Regions from separate parts of the Danio rerio genome. Here region 1 is linked to region 2. A link is a contact called in public Hi-C data. All regions are on one chromosome and are shown on one strand. The core of a region is the stretch at or near the end of the contact, and the rest is flanking DNA. Distances in the headings are between cores, read along the strand shown. Region 1 overlaps vwa8 (von Willebrand factor A domain containing 8). Region 2 holds the start of rgcc (regulator of cell cycle).

The links. Hi-C and Micro-C count contacts between places; a contact is called where the count stands out from the background.
Region 1: a contact with region 2 is called in a Hi-C map of skeletal muscle, with 6 times the contacts expected there. The contact joins the enhancer-like site here to the promoter of rgcc in region 2. A contact is called at or near these places in 9 of 18 Hi-C or Micro-C datasets (caudal fin, embryo, fibroblasts and 3 more) and 2 of 4 datasets of contacts at active chromatin or transcription factors (caudal fin and embryo).

What each region holds. Positions count from the first base shown.
Region 1 is chr9:19,268,613-19,274,547 of GRCz12tu, forward strand. The region is part of intron 37 of vwa8 (von Willebrand factor A domain containing 8); the gene reads right to left. Among named protein-coding and RNA genes, the nearest start is that of vwa8, 150 kb to the right of the region's middle. Within about 2 kb of position 1,714, at least 8 of the 62 cell types and tissues checked have an H3K27ac peak or open chromatin away from gene starts, as enhancers often do. A contact at or near this core is called in skeletal muscle, where this site is marked.
Region 2 is chr9:19,056,686-19,063,177 of GRCz12tu, forward strand. rgcc (regulator of cell cycle) reads left to right here and starts at 2,612. Exons shown (of 5, transcript NM_001002190.2): 1 at 2,612-2,748; 2 at 3,162-3,335. The coding sequence starts at 2,715.

The sequences.
Region 1 (5,935 bases), core at 464-2,963, 210 kb after region 2:
TCTAGACATTCACGCCCAAGCGATTTTTAGATGTGAGCTAAGTGAACATGCAAAAACACTCCCTGACATAAGATAAAGCTTAATCACATTGACATTTAAGCATTCAGCAAATGCTTTTATCCAAAGCAACTCACACTAGTGAGTGTCAGCACACTACTGACTCACACCCTGCCAGTGCCGGAACTCAAACCTGCAACCTTTGGATCACAACTCCAATACTCTAACCATTAGGCCACATTTTATCACAACTTTCCACTGTTTAAACTCACCCAGACATCAGATTAATAGTTTGCGAGAATAAAGGCATGAAAGAAAATTCAGTTTTGTGCTTGTGTGCTACTACAGTTAGTCATGTTTTACACTAAATTAAGCAGCTCAAGGCACATGAACAAAATGGGCAATCTCATTGGTTGGGCAGTTTTTAAATTGGTGTGTCAAACTAAAAAACAAGGCCAAAGCATTTTTTAAATTTTGGGGCATTTTGCATGTTGGAGGCCATGGGAATGGAGCAAGACCAGTGGATTGAGTGTCTCAAGTCCCACAGAGGAGCTCCTGATGGATATTTTTGTTTTGTGTTTATTTTATGATTAAAGTTGGTGAATGTTCAACAATTTCAGTAGCAGTGCATGCATTACAGATGTAAATAAAAAAACTGAAACTCAACACAAAACATAGAAACCTAATGCTTACTTGTTTTACCTATTATTGCAAAACAATAAGTATAAATGCTAAAAATGACATCGGCTACATGCAGGGGATAAACCACGGGGTATGCCAATCACTTGACGCAGAAGAATAAATTGGGCTTAAGCCTTGTAGCAACTATCACAACTGTTTATTCTGACATTAACAGCGAACATTCAACATACAAGAAATAGCGTATGTTTGTAATTTAAGCAACCTTGCCTTTAGGTAAAGCATGTAAACAGCACTTTTGGATGAATTTAATCAGATTAAGGTCATAATTGAACTAAACAGAAATCGGATTAAGACGTGGAGTATGCCGATTTTAGTCGCATTATTGAAGTGCAGTATCAAACTATTACTGTAGTGTAGGAAATTTTACCGCATTTTGTGACAAGATAGTCTCTATACACACGCAGCTGTTTTGACACTATTCTCTGCACCTACTGAATCAGTGAAGGACCACAAACACACACCGTGAAATGGAGAGTTTTTTTCCCCATACAGCATGTGGTTTAAAATTCCATTAAAACAACACTTTTCAGCAGTTTATACTGGCATCCGATATCTCGTTTGTCATGAAGGCATGCATGAAATGTTCCTGAATGTAAGTGAAAGTGCCAAACTGCAGTTAAAGACGTGGATAGCGCGGTGACGCAATGATGTTATTCGTATTATGTGCTGTAACATTTAACATAGGATCATGAAAGGAACATTCAAAAAGTAAACAGCTTAATCATATTATTGTCTTATTCAGATTAAGGCAAATAATTTGATTACGGAAGTCCATGCAAACGTAGTCAATGCACAAAATCATCATTAAACTTTTCACTACACTAGAACACTAGAAAACAATACCAAGAAAAGATGGGTGAAGGGTGTGCAGGACATAAAGTATCACATTTGCACATTGGTGTAATGAAGAAAACATGTTTGTTTGTACGTGAAGGGCGGATCCAAGACTTTGCTCTGTGGCCGTTAAGGAAAAACCCAGAGCAACAGTATGATAACACTGTCTTGAGCTTCGTGATAAACCTTCATCTTACAGTGCTAGGAATAAAATATGCTTTTTTTCTATTTGCAAACTGTATCTCTCTCTCCTTCAGTGGGGCGACCACAGAACACTCTCACATGAGTGATATTCAACTGAACAAACTCACACATGCTATTCAGAAAGCTGCACTGAAAGGTCAACAACCTGACCATTTGGGCAAATATTTGATTCTAAAATAAGGAGGCTCAAAGAGAGCCAGAAAGGTGCAGAATGATCCAATGGTCAAGAGGCTCTTTGTGTACCTGTATAGAAGAACAGGAAGTGTTTGAACACTTAGAAAGACACACTACAGGCCACATACAGGGACTGTTTGTTAAAAGGTTTACATATTAACATTTTTTTAATGCCAACAAGTGAACGGATATACTATGTGCCTCACAAACTGTATACTAGAGAAGCATGTGAATTCAGGCGCATCAACTGACAACTTCCTTGTCTTTGAAAGCCTTTAGCTCGATTTTACGTGCAGAATTCTGGAAAATTAAAAACAATGTGTTCCGAAAGCCTCTCTCTCATTCTATATTTTTGTTTCAATCAAAAGATGCAAATTAAAATTATGGGTAAAAGAGGAATATCGCAAAAAATATTTTAAAAATAAAGTACCGTTTCCATACAATGAGTCACAGAGAACAAAATCGTCACTTCCTGAGCGCCAAATACCTGTGGTAGGAAAAGACGAAGACAAAAAGGCAATGAATGTGTGGTGGCTTTTGGAGGCTTGAGACCAGTCTTTAGGAGCACAATAAAATGGAACCACTTTGATGACAAACTTTTGCTAAGGGATTTAAGAATGACCAAAACAACATTTCAGATGTGGTGCAATGTGCCTGATCTGCTGGTTTGTCCATTAATGTCATGTCTATTTCTGTTCTCACATAATCTGTTTAAACAAAATCACATGACTTTTTAAATTTAATTGGATGTGCTTTGTAAACTTTAAATTAAAGCTAATTCTGAAGATTGTATTTGTAATTATTTGAACTCATACAGTATACTCTCAAAATCATTTTGCATAATTCTGCAGATTTTTCAAAATGTTGTACAAAGAATAGGCAAAAAGTCTGATTCTGACATAATAAAAATCGCATTTTCAAATTAATTTCTATTTATTTTTAAATGCAAGAATTAAAAGTAAATATATACTATTAATTTGACTTCAACATCAAACATGCATTCATTACTCTGGGATTAGTAAGAATGGTAGTCAGCTTGTATGCAAATAAAAGGCTAATTAATTAAATCAAAGAAATGTAATATTATTTAAACATTTGAAGGCTAATATATATATATATATATATATATATATATATATATATATATATATATATATATATATATATATATATATATATATATTTAAAGAAATCAGAGAACTGCAAAAATCTGAATGCAAAATTACTGAAATATTCTTTCTTTTCTATTTTAATTAACAATTGTTGAGCTGTCAGAGGGGATTTTCTGATATTTGGGATTACCTTGGGAATTAACGGAGATCCCAGCAAGGCATCAATGATGATACATGACCAAATTCTTCGACATTTGAAATATGATTTTACAGTTACAGAATTCACAGTTACAAAGAGAGAGAGAGAGAAAGAAAAGAAACAAAGTATTATTCAATAAATCATCTATACTTTATTGCTGTTGTAAGAATCATAAATAATCATGTTGTGAGAATCATATATAATTACATATATAATATCCTTATAATATATAATTACAAGTTCAGGATTTTTCAAATCCAATTATGTAATCCAAATTATGTAATCCAAACTACTACTCAGCACTGCCTTGAATGAGAGATAAATGTGATTATTTTCTCTGACTGGCTGTAGAGTATTTACTCCACAATAAAGATTATCTGTGTTTCACACAGTGGAATATTGGAGCCATGCCCTGAGGAAACTCCCACTGAAAATACTCAGCAATATTAACATGTTTTTCCAAGCAAGAAAAGCAAGCTCTGAAAAATCCAAATGACTGCTATATAATACATATTTTGTTTTTACTTTACATGCTTTTATTCCTAAGCATGTAGTGTGTGTATGATCACTGTCAGTAAAACTGCAGACAACTGATCTTGTAGTTATGCAATACTCAAAATAGAAGCAAAATCTGCCAAGAATTGATAGAAGTTATATATCTGCACAAAGCTATAGTTACATAAAACGTGATATTTGCTGGATATAAAGCTATTATCTCCTTAATTGTTTATTTCACAATGCCAAAAATCTTATTAGCCGTTTCAGAACCGCCATAAAAAAATAAACAGGATGCTAAAACATATATAGTATGAGTCTGCCATCATGTGGTAAAAAATAGACCTACAATTTTTAAAACTGTCAAAGTACCATCTTGATGGACACTGGTAGCAACAGCTTATAGAGAGTTATTCAATTTGAGAAAGTTGTATGGTAGTGTGTAGTTTTCTCAGCCGAGGATACAATAGAATAAAACAATTAAAGTGTCTTCATAAAAGTTTCTTAAAAACACTTGACATAAAAAAATAGTAATTTCCACAGCAAAGAAGGCACTTTAAATATAAAAACAAAATAACAGACTGAAGTGGCTTCAAAAAAGTTTCTCAAACTAAAAAAAAATACTCATAACGTCATGTTGATTGTTGTGATGGAAATGAAGCACTTATTTAACAGAAATTCAAGTGGGTTTTTCCAAAGCAAAGGAGACAACACAATAGATATGAAACAAAACAAAAAACAAAAGGCTAAAGTGAAGTGACTTAAAAACGGTTACTCAGACAAAACAACTTTTAACACAGCGTCTGCTTGATTATTTGTTATGGAGGCTAAACAAAAGGGTTGAAGCCTGGCTCATATTGTGCGATTTTTAATAATCCTAAATGACTGTAGCTTGTCAGAATCTCAGTTGTCATAATGCCAAACTGAACTATAATGAAGATGTGCCAAATACAGACACTCACCCAAAGTTTGACGTCCTCCATCAATCACACATTCATTATCCTGAGTTCTGAAATGATACCTTATGGCAAACATAAACTGTGGCAGTAATTTTGCTCACAGAGTGCCTTAATAATAAAACAGAATAGAAAAAAGAAATTGTTTAAAGTTATTGAGCTCATTGAGTAATCAGATACAGTGCTCATATTGGTTCTTGGTTTGACACACTGCAGGAAAGAGTCTGAAATCTTCCGACTCTGCCAGAACTTCATCAGAGGAAAGATTTGGTCGCAGCGGTCATTAAATGGCTGTTTGTGAACTTATTAAATCAATGACCAAAAATCACATATTTTAGCCTGGACTACAGGAATCTAATATGATTTCCCAAATTTATCTCAAGTGACCAAATCGTAGCTGTATAATGTCAATTAACAAAACTTAAAAAAAAAAAAAATGCATATACATTCCTTGTATAGCATTGTCAGGAATAACATTCTTGACAGGGCTAACATATTCAGAACATTATTATGTAGCTTAAGTGATTTTAACTGATTTTGCTCGACTCTTCTATTCGAGGGCACTCAACCAATAATATGCTGAAGTTACAGAAGAACTGCCTCCCTCATTTCCATGTTTTAGACTGAAATGTCTCAGAAGACCAAATTGTGGCTAAATGAGAAGGGTTTTCCTGCACAACCGCAGTGTATGCACTTTCAGAACCGCATCTTTAGGACCCTAGTTTTTATGACAGTGCCACCTAAAGAATTGGATCATACAGTGCGAGTACCAATTTTCTGTTGAGTTTTTTTTTAGCCTGCATGATTTAGTCCACTTTCAAGGGTCTATAGGGAAAAAAAAACATTAGTAATGTAATACTAAGTATGGAGTTTACACAGCAAGAAGTGAGAGCTGCCATCTATGAATTAATTTTCTAGAATAAATTTTTTTTAGTTTTAATAAATATCACAACATTCTTAATTTGTTAAATGAAACATTATTGATTTTATGGCTTGTTGACTAAATGGCTAATAACATGCTTAGTGGCACATCAACAAAACTAAGACAGGTGAGATGTTTCAGATTTACCTATATTTTACTGTAGTGTGAAAACTTTTTCTAATCATTGTTTTATCAAATTAGCACATTAAAATTGTGTTGACAGCATGTTTGCCCCAATATATTTGTCGTTAGCCTGTCGTTTTATCATCATTCTGCAATGATGAATAATATGTTTGGTCGCTTTTATAGTTAGGCTTATTCTGCATTATCATGTTTTAAT
Region 2 (6,492 bases), core at 1,362-3,861:
CAGATGGATTTAGTAAACTAAATTCGCCATAGTGTATGTGTATGAATTAGTGTGTGTTTTCCAGTACTGGGTTGCAGCTGGAAGGGCATCCGCTGTGTAAAACATGCTGGATAAGTGGCCGATTCATTTCGCTGTAGCAAGTAGGAACCCCAAATGAATAAAGGGACTAAGTCGAAGGAAAATGAATGAATGACTGTTATATATACTACATACATACCTACACACACACACACACACACACACACACATATATATATATATATATATATATATATATATATATATATACATATATATATATATATATATTATAGTTGCAAGAAAAGGTATGTGAATCCTTTGGAATTACTTAGATTTCTGCAGAAATTTGAATAGAATGTGTTTTAATCTGCATCTACGTTGCAAAATAAAAAAGTGCTTTTTATTGAACACAACATGAAACATTTACAATGCATGGTGGAAAACCCTTGAATACAATGCTTGGTATGGGAACCCTTGGCTAATGACTTCAAGAGCTAATTATGAATTAGAGATAATTTAAACTAATTTCCTAATTTCAGCATTTACTAACACATAATCAAAATTAGCATTTTGTTGTATCATTTATAAGTTCTGAGCTAACATGAAATAACATTCCAGGGTTATATATATATCAAAGGAAATACTCTCTGAAAATTAATACAAACCCAATAAATGGTTAAAAAGGTGTGGTACATTATTAATTGCTGTCTTTAAAACGTAAAGGGATAGTTCAACCAAAAATTTAAATTCGGTCAACATTTACTTACATTTGCCCCTTTACTTGATCTAAACATTTATTATTCTGTTGAACACAAAAGAACATAGATTTAAAAAAATTAAAACCTATTCTGAATAAGTTGGCGGTTCATTCCACTGTGGCGACCCCAGATTAATAAAGGGCCCAAGCCGACAAGAAAATGAATGAATGAACCACTTACTTTTTCTACTGTAGTAGTCAGTGGTTACAGATTTTCAGCATTCTTCAAAATATCTTCTTTTGTGTTCAACAGAATAAAGAAATCTCATACATTTTTAAAACCACTTGAGGGTAAATAAATATTGAGTAAATAATATCTTACCCTTTAATATCTTATACCCTTTAAAATAAAAAATGGTGTTTAAACACCATCTTTTGTCTTTTTTCTACTAACAACATTCATTATATCCCTGTAAACTTTTTATTTTGTGAACTGAACATTTTTCAGCCTCTCACACGGTATGTGTCGTCTTTGACACCTTCCCTGTTCACATAAACTATAAAGTCAGCAGGCAAGTGCAGCTGCAAACACATCTCTTGTTTTACCATGTGTCTACCTGTTAACTCCAGAGACGAAGGTGTGAAGAACTCTTTCTAAAGCGATAAATCCCACACCCCCCACTAAACATAACAACAAGCAGGATTTGGATTTCAACCACAGGCACTTAGGCCAGTGAATAGAACCGTCTGGCCTATTGTGAAATTGCTTGTGGTTGAAGTTGTATGAATAAGTACTTGTGTGTTGTTCAGTCTGGTAAACGATTTCTGAACTCCTAAAGTGCTGATCTGTCTAGCTGTTATGCAGGTCCAACAACAAACTTCTGAAATGGCTTGTGCATGTGAACCCACATGGTCAATAAAAAAAATCTGTACCAGAACTGAACCAAATTTAATGACTGCGCATACATAGAGTCACCACCAGATGTCTGCAAAAACTAAAGTTAGATCAGATCATCAGTTTTATGAATGACAATAACAGGCAAGACAACATGAGACTAGACACAGAAATGGGATACTTTGAATGTAACACATAACAAAAAAAAAAAAAAAAAAAAAAGATATGTTAAAAAAAAGTTAGGTTGCATAAGATTGTTTTTATATATATTTTGTTTTCTTGTTTCTGTTAACAATTTCCTTTAATCTAAAGTAACTTACTGGCTTATATATATATATATATATATATATATATATATATATATATATATATATATATATATATATATATATATATATATATATATATATATATATATATATATATATTATTTTATTTTATTTATTTTTTTATGTAACGTCTTTTAATATTTATGTGCTTTTGAGTTTACTGATTCTTCCTGTCAAATTCTCTCTTAACATTTCATTCATCATGAAACAAAGTATAATTTTTTAATCTAGTTGCCTATATACTTTTAACAAATATGCGGACACATTCATTTATGTGGACATGACGGGGGTCTTTTTGTGTTGTAATGCGACTTTTTATATAGGCTACCATATTGCATTACACTTAGCACCTTTACTGTAAGTAACATTATTAGCCTATTGCTGGTAAAATAATTGTCATCACAAAATGAACGCAAGATAAACAAGGATAGAGTTATGTTTAAAAATAAAGCAGCACTCATGTGCATGTGTCATCGTAGCTGTTTACAAACACATACTTCAGGGGGGGAATGACGCCAGTCCGTGAAACCCACCCGGAGGGCTAAAACGGGCGTGAGCGCCTCATTGGCGGTGGCGTTTCCCCACGTCCGACACGCCTCCGTCAGTCACCGCCTCCTCCCGGAGCCGGGTAATATTTAAAACAACCCCACACACCGCAGTGTGTGCGCTAAAGAGCTCAGACACGGACACGGTGTGAATTTAACAAGGAAAAGCAGAAGGAGTTTTATATTATATCGGATATTTCCTAATTGGACACTAACGGAGTATAGAAATGAAGTCTCCAAAGATGAAGTCACAGAGCAAATGTAAGTATTTAAAAGTACGTATTAGCCTACTGTTAGGATGTATAGCCTATTAAATTATATAGGTAGGTGTGATATAATCTTAAGAGGTAGTTTATCAAAAATGTAAAATTCTTTCAACATTTACTCACTCTACTTGTTTTAAACCTCTATTAGTTTCGTTCTCCTGTTGAACACCAAACAATATATTTTGAAGAATGCTGAAAACCTGTAACTATTTACTTCCATTGTATTTGATTGTTTTGTAGTCGATGCTTACAGGAATTCATCTTTTTTTCAATAAAAAAAACGCAACTCATAAAAGTTTATAGATTAACACTTCAAGGTGTGTTCATTGTGAGTTCATATTTGAGTGAACTATCCCTTAAATTATGATTTTTTCCTCGACTATAACAACTTTTGCGTGTATTATCCAGCATTTCTCGAGGATGATGACGACCTCAACGCCGTATTGTGTGAATTCGACGCTGTCATTGAGGATTTCACGTCCCCCGTGGAGAAGAGACACTTCAGATACGACGAGCATTTGAAAACTATGAAGAGACGGAGCAGCGCGAGCGTCAGTGACAGCGGCATCAGCGACTCTGAGAGTAAGTAATTAATTATGCAGACAAAAGTAGAGTCTGTGTTAGCTATTTTTGCAGAATGGCTGATAGAAGTGCACGTGCTCGTGTCTTGAGGTCATTGTCTTCGCGTCAAGACTTTAAGCTCTGCAGCCTCAGGAGTTACAGTGCATAATCTTATCTATCTAAGATAATCTGAGCCCACACACACAAGAACAAAGGACACGTTTCGTTAAATGTCTTTTGAAAGACCTTGAAACTTAAAGACTTATTATATTTAGTTTTTAATGATTATTTGTTATAATTAAAAATACAATAATGATTTATTGTAAATACTGGTGTTTTTGAAACCATTTTTTTATGAACTATGCCTAGTTTACTGTAGTTAACCGATAAGCTCAGCTTCTACTACAGTAATCTGTGGTATATTGTAGTGTAACATACCACATAGTTGTAGAAAATTACAGATAATTTGTTTATATTACTATAGTTGTTGTATTACCATTTACCAAGGTTAAATCAAGTACTTAACTAAAGTATGGTTCAAAAACAGTATAGTATTTTTTCATGTGGGGTCAGTCAGCAAATATTGGTCTATTCATTGTCCTGGCAGATATTCTGTCATTAGTTTGCCTTGTAATAGCTGTTAGGGGGTACTAGTTCATGTTTATACTGTCAATCCTAAAATTGGAGATTGTCCCAGTGTGGAGCAGATGAGAGTTCAGTCAGGCTCTGCCAAACACCCAGAGACAGACTGGATCTGAGCGCAGCATGAAGATCTAAAACTCCAGCCACAAAGAACAAGAGCCTTACTTTTGTGGAGACTTTAGGCTATCGGTTTCAAGTTAAACACTGCCCTTTTTTAAAGCCTGAAATCATATTTGAACCTCTTTGTGTGTGGAAGTACTGAGAGAATATATCCAGAATCTAAAGATGCAGGAATTTGAAGACATCAAGAATGATGAATATGCAAAAAAAAAAAAGAAAAAAAAAAAGAATAGTTTGAGAGCAAGTTTGTTCTAGAAGTATTCTTGTGTTTATTTGGTTTAGCAGCTATACAGTGTTTACTTTACCCCACCCTTTTCCTTCTGGAACAAACAGGGAATGTTACACACTGGGTTTGGATAAAAAAGCATCCTTTTTACAATCACTGGATTAGTGATGCATGTTGGTTTCAATCAATTCAGTGATGCTTTTATTAGGCACATGTGCCATTGATCTTGATCAGTGGTCACAAGTGCTTCTGCTTCAGGATTTCACATGCACTGTAAAACCCAACAGTCAACTTTATCAAATGAAATGAGTGTAGTTAACTCAAAACTTTCTGAAAGTTAATTCTACTTATTTGAAAAGAGTTGTGTTGAAAGTAATGAGTTAATTAAATACCCCATTACTTCAACTTAAACGAAGTAAGTTCACAGTAATCATCTAGGTTATTTTTTTTAACTAAAATGGTTTGTAGCAATCTCAAATGGTTTGAGGAAACCAATTGCAACAAACCATTTAAGTTCAAAAATGAATTCTAATGAGTGCCTTTGAGTAAACAAAGCAATTTGAGAACAGTAAAACCCAATAAATAAATAGAACTCAAACCAACTGAGTCCTGTAAAACCCACTAAGTTAAGTCAACTCAAACCGTTTGAGGAAACAGATTGCTACAAACCATTTGAGTTAAAAAAAACTAATTTACATGAGTAGTGTGAACTTACTCCATTTAAGTTGAAGTAATGAGGTATTTAATGAACTCACTACCTTCAACACAACTCTTTTCAAATAAGTAAAATTAACTTTCAGTAAATTTTGAGGTTTACACTAATTTCATTTGATAAATTTGACTGTTGGGTTTTACAGTGTAGTTATCTATGAGCTTTAGTTAAATGTACTGCTGAAGGAACTGGCAAGGATTAATGGTTAACTAAAATATACTTCAAGGTTATTTCCAGGGAAAAGTGTGTCATTTATTTAGATACTTATATAACATGTTTAATATGAAACACTCTTAAAGCGCACCCCCATGAATATTAATGTTACATTTTAAACACCCATTTAAGGATTAAAACACACTGCAAGTGCACATTCGGTACAATTAAAGCTATAGGACAGCCACAAAATTTAAATTACCTCATTATTTCATCTCCGTCATGAGTTGTCTTTCTTCAGTTGAATGCAAAATAATATATTTTGAGGAATGTTGGTTGCTGGGATCCATTGACTTTCATAATAGATAAAATAAAAGTGGGGGAAAATACTATTGAATTCCCAGAAATCAGCATTTCTCAAAATATCTTCTTTTGTGTTCACTAACTAAATGAAAACTTTTGGATGAGGTAAATCTCAGTGCACTATGTTTTACAACCACTTTTAATTGACCATATTGTAAGTTTGCACAGGCAGTTCTCGCTGATGTAGATGTTGCGGTGTCAAGTGAGAAGACCTCTGTTGTTCATTTCTGCTCACACGTTTCCCCAGCTGATGTGCTGAAGCCTGCAGGCGGGGGGACTCTAATCACTGAGGCGGTGGGCAAAGTTGAGCTTCCGTGTAATAGCATGCCTGCTCTGCCTTTAACTGCATTGAGGGCAAAGAATGTGTAAACAAAGTTTGTTTTAAGATGGAGAGTGAGTAGCAGGTCAGATCTTTAGCTTTAAATTAACCTGCTCGAGGGTGGGTCACGGTTGAAACCGCTTTGAAAGTGTGCTCGTGAGAGAGAAGCTGTTATTAGAGGAGCATGCATTGATTACAAACTCAACCTGCTCCGCTAGTACAGATTAACCCCTCCCGACACCCCCCACCCCCTCCGGTTATGGGTCAGTGCACATGTTTGGCAGCCCTGTGTGGTAGAGAGCGGTGTCGCTCCACTGGTTTTACATCGGATGTTAAGAGGTGCCACAAAGAGTATTCTGTAGAGTTTTTTTCCCACTTTGAATTTCAGAGGATTTATGTTCAAGGTTAGGTTAGGAATGTGTACACTTACTGCAAGTACAATATTATTCAATGCAGATGAGTTTAATGAGTTTATAATCTTTGCCTTACATAATTTTATAGTATATGTCACACAACTTTTTCGTTTTCGATTTTTAGTTTCTTAAAGGCCAAGAATGATAATTATAGCCATAACTACAATAGCATCTACAATAAACAAAAGTTTAAAGGCATAGGTCACCCAAAACTGAGAATTCTATCACAA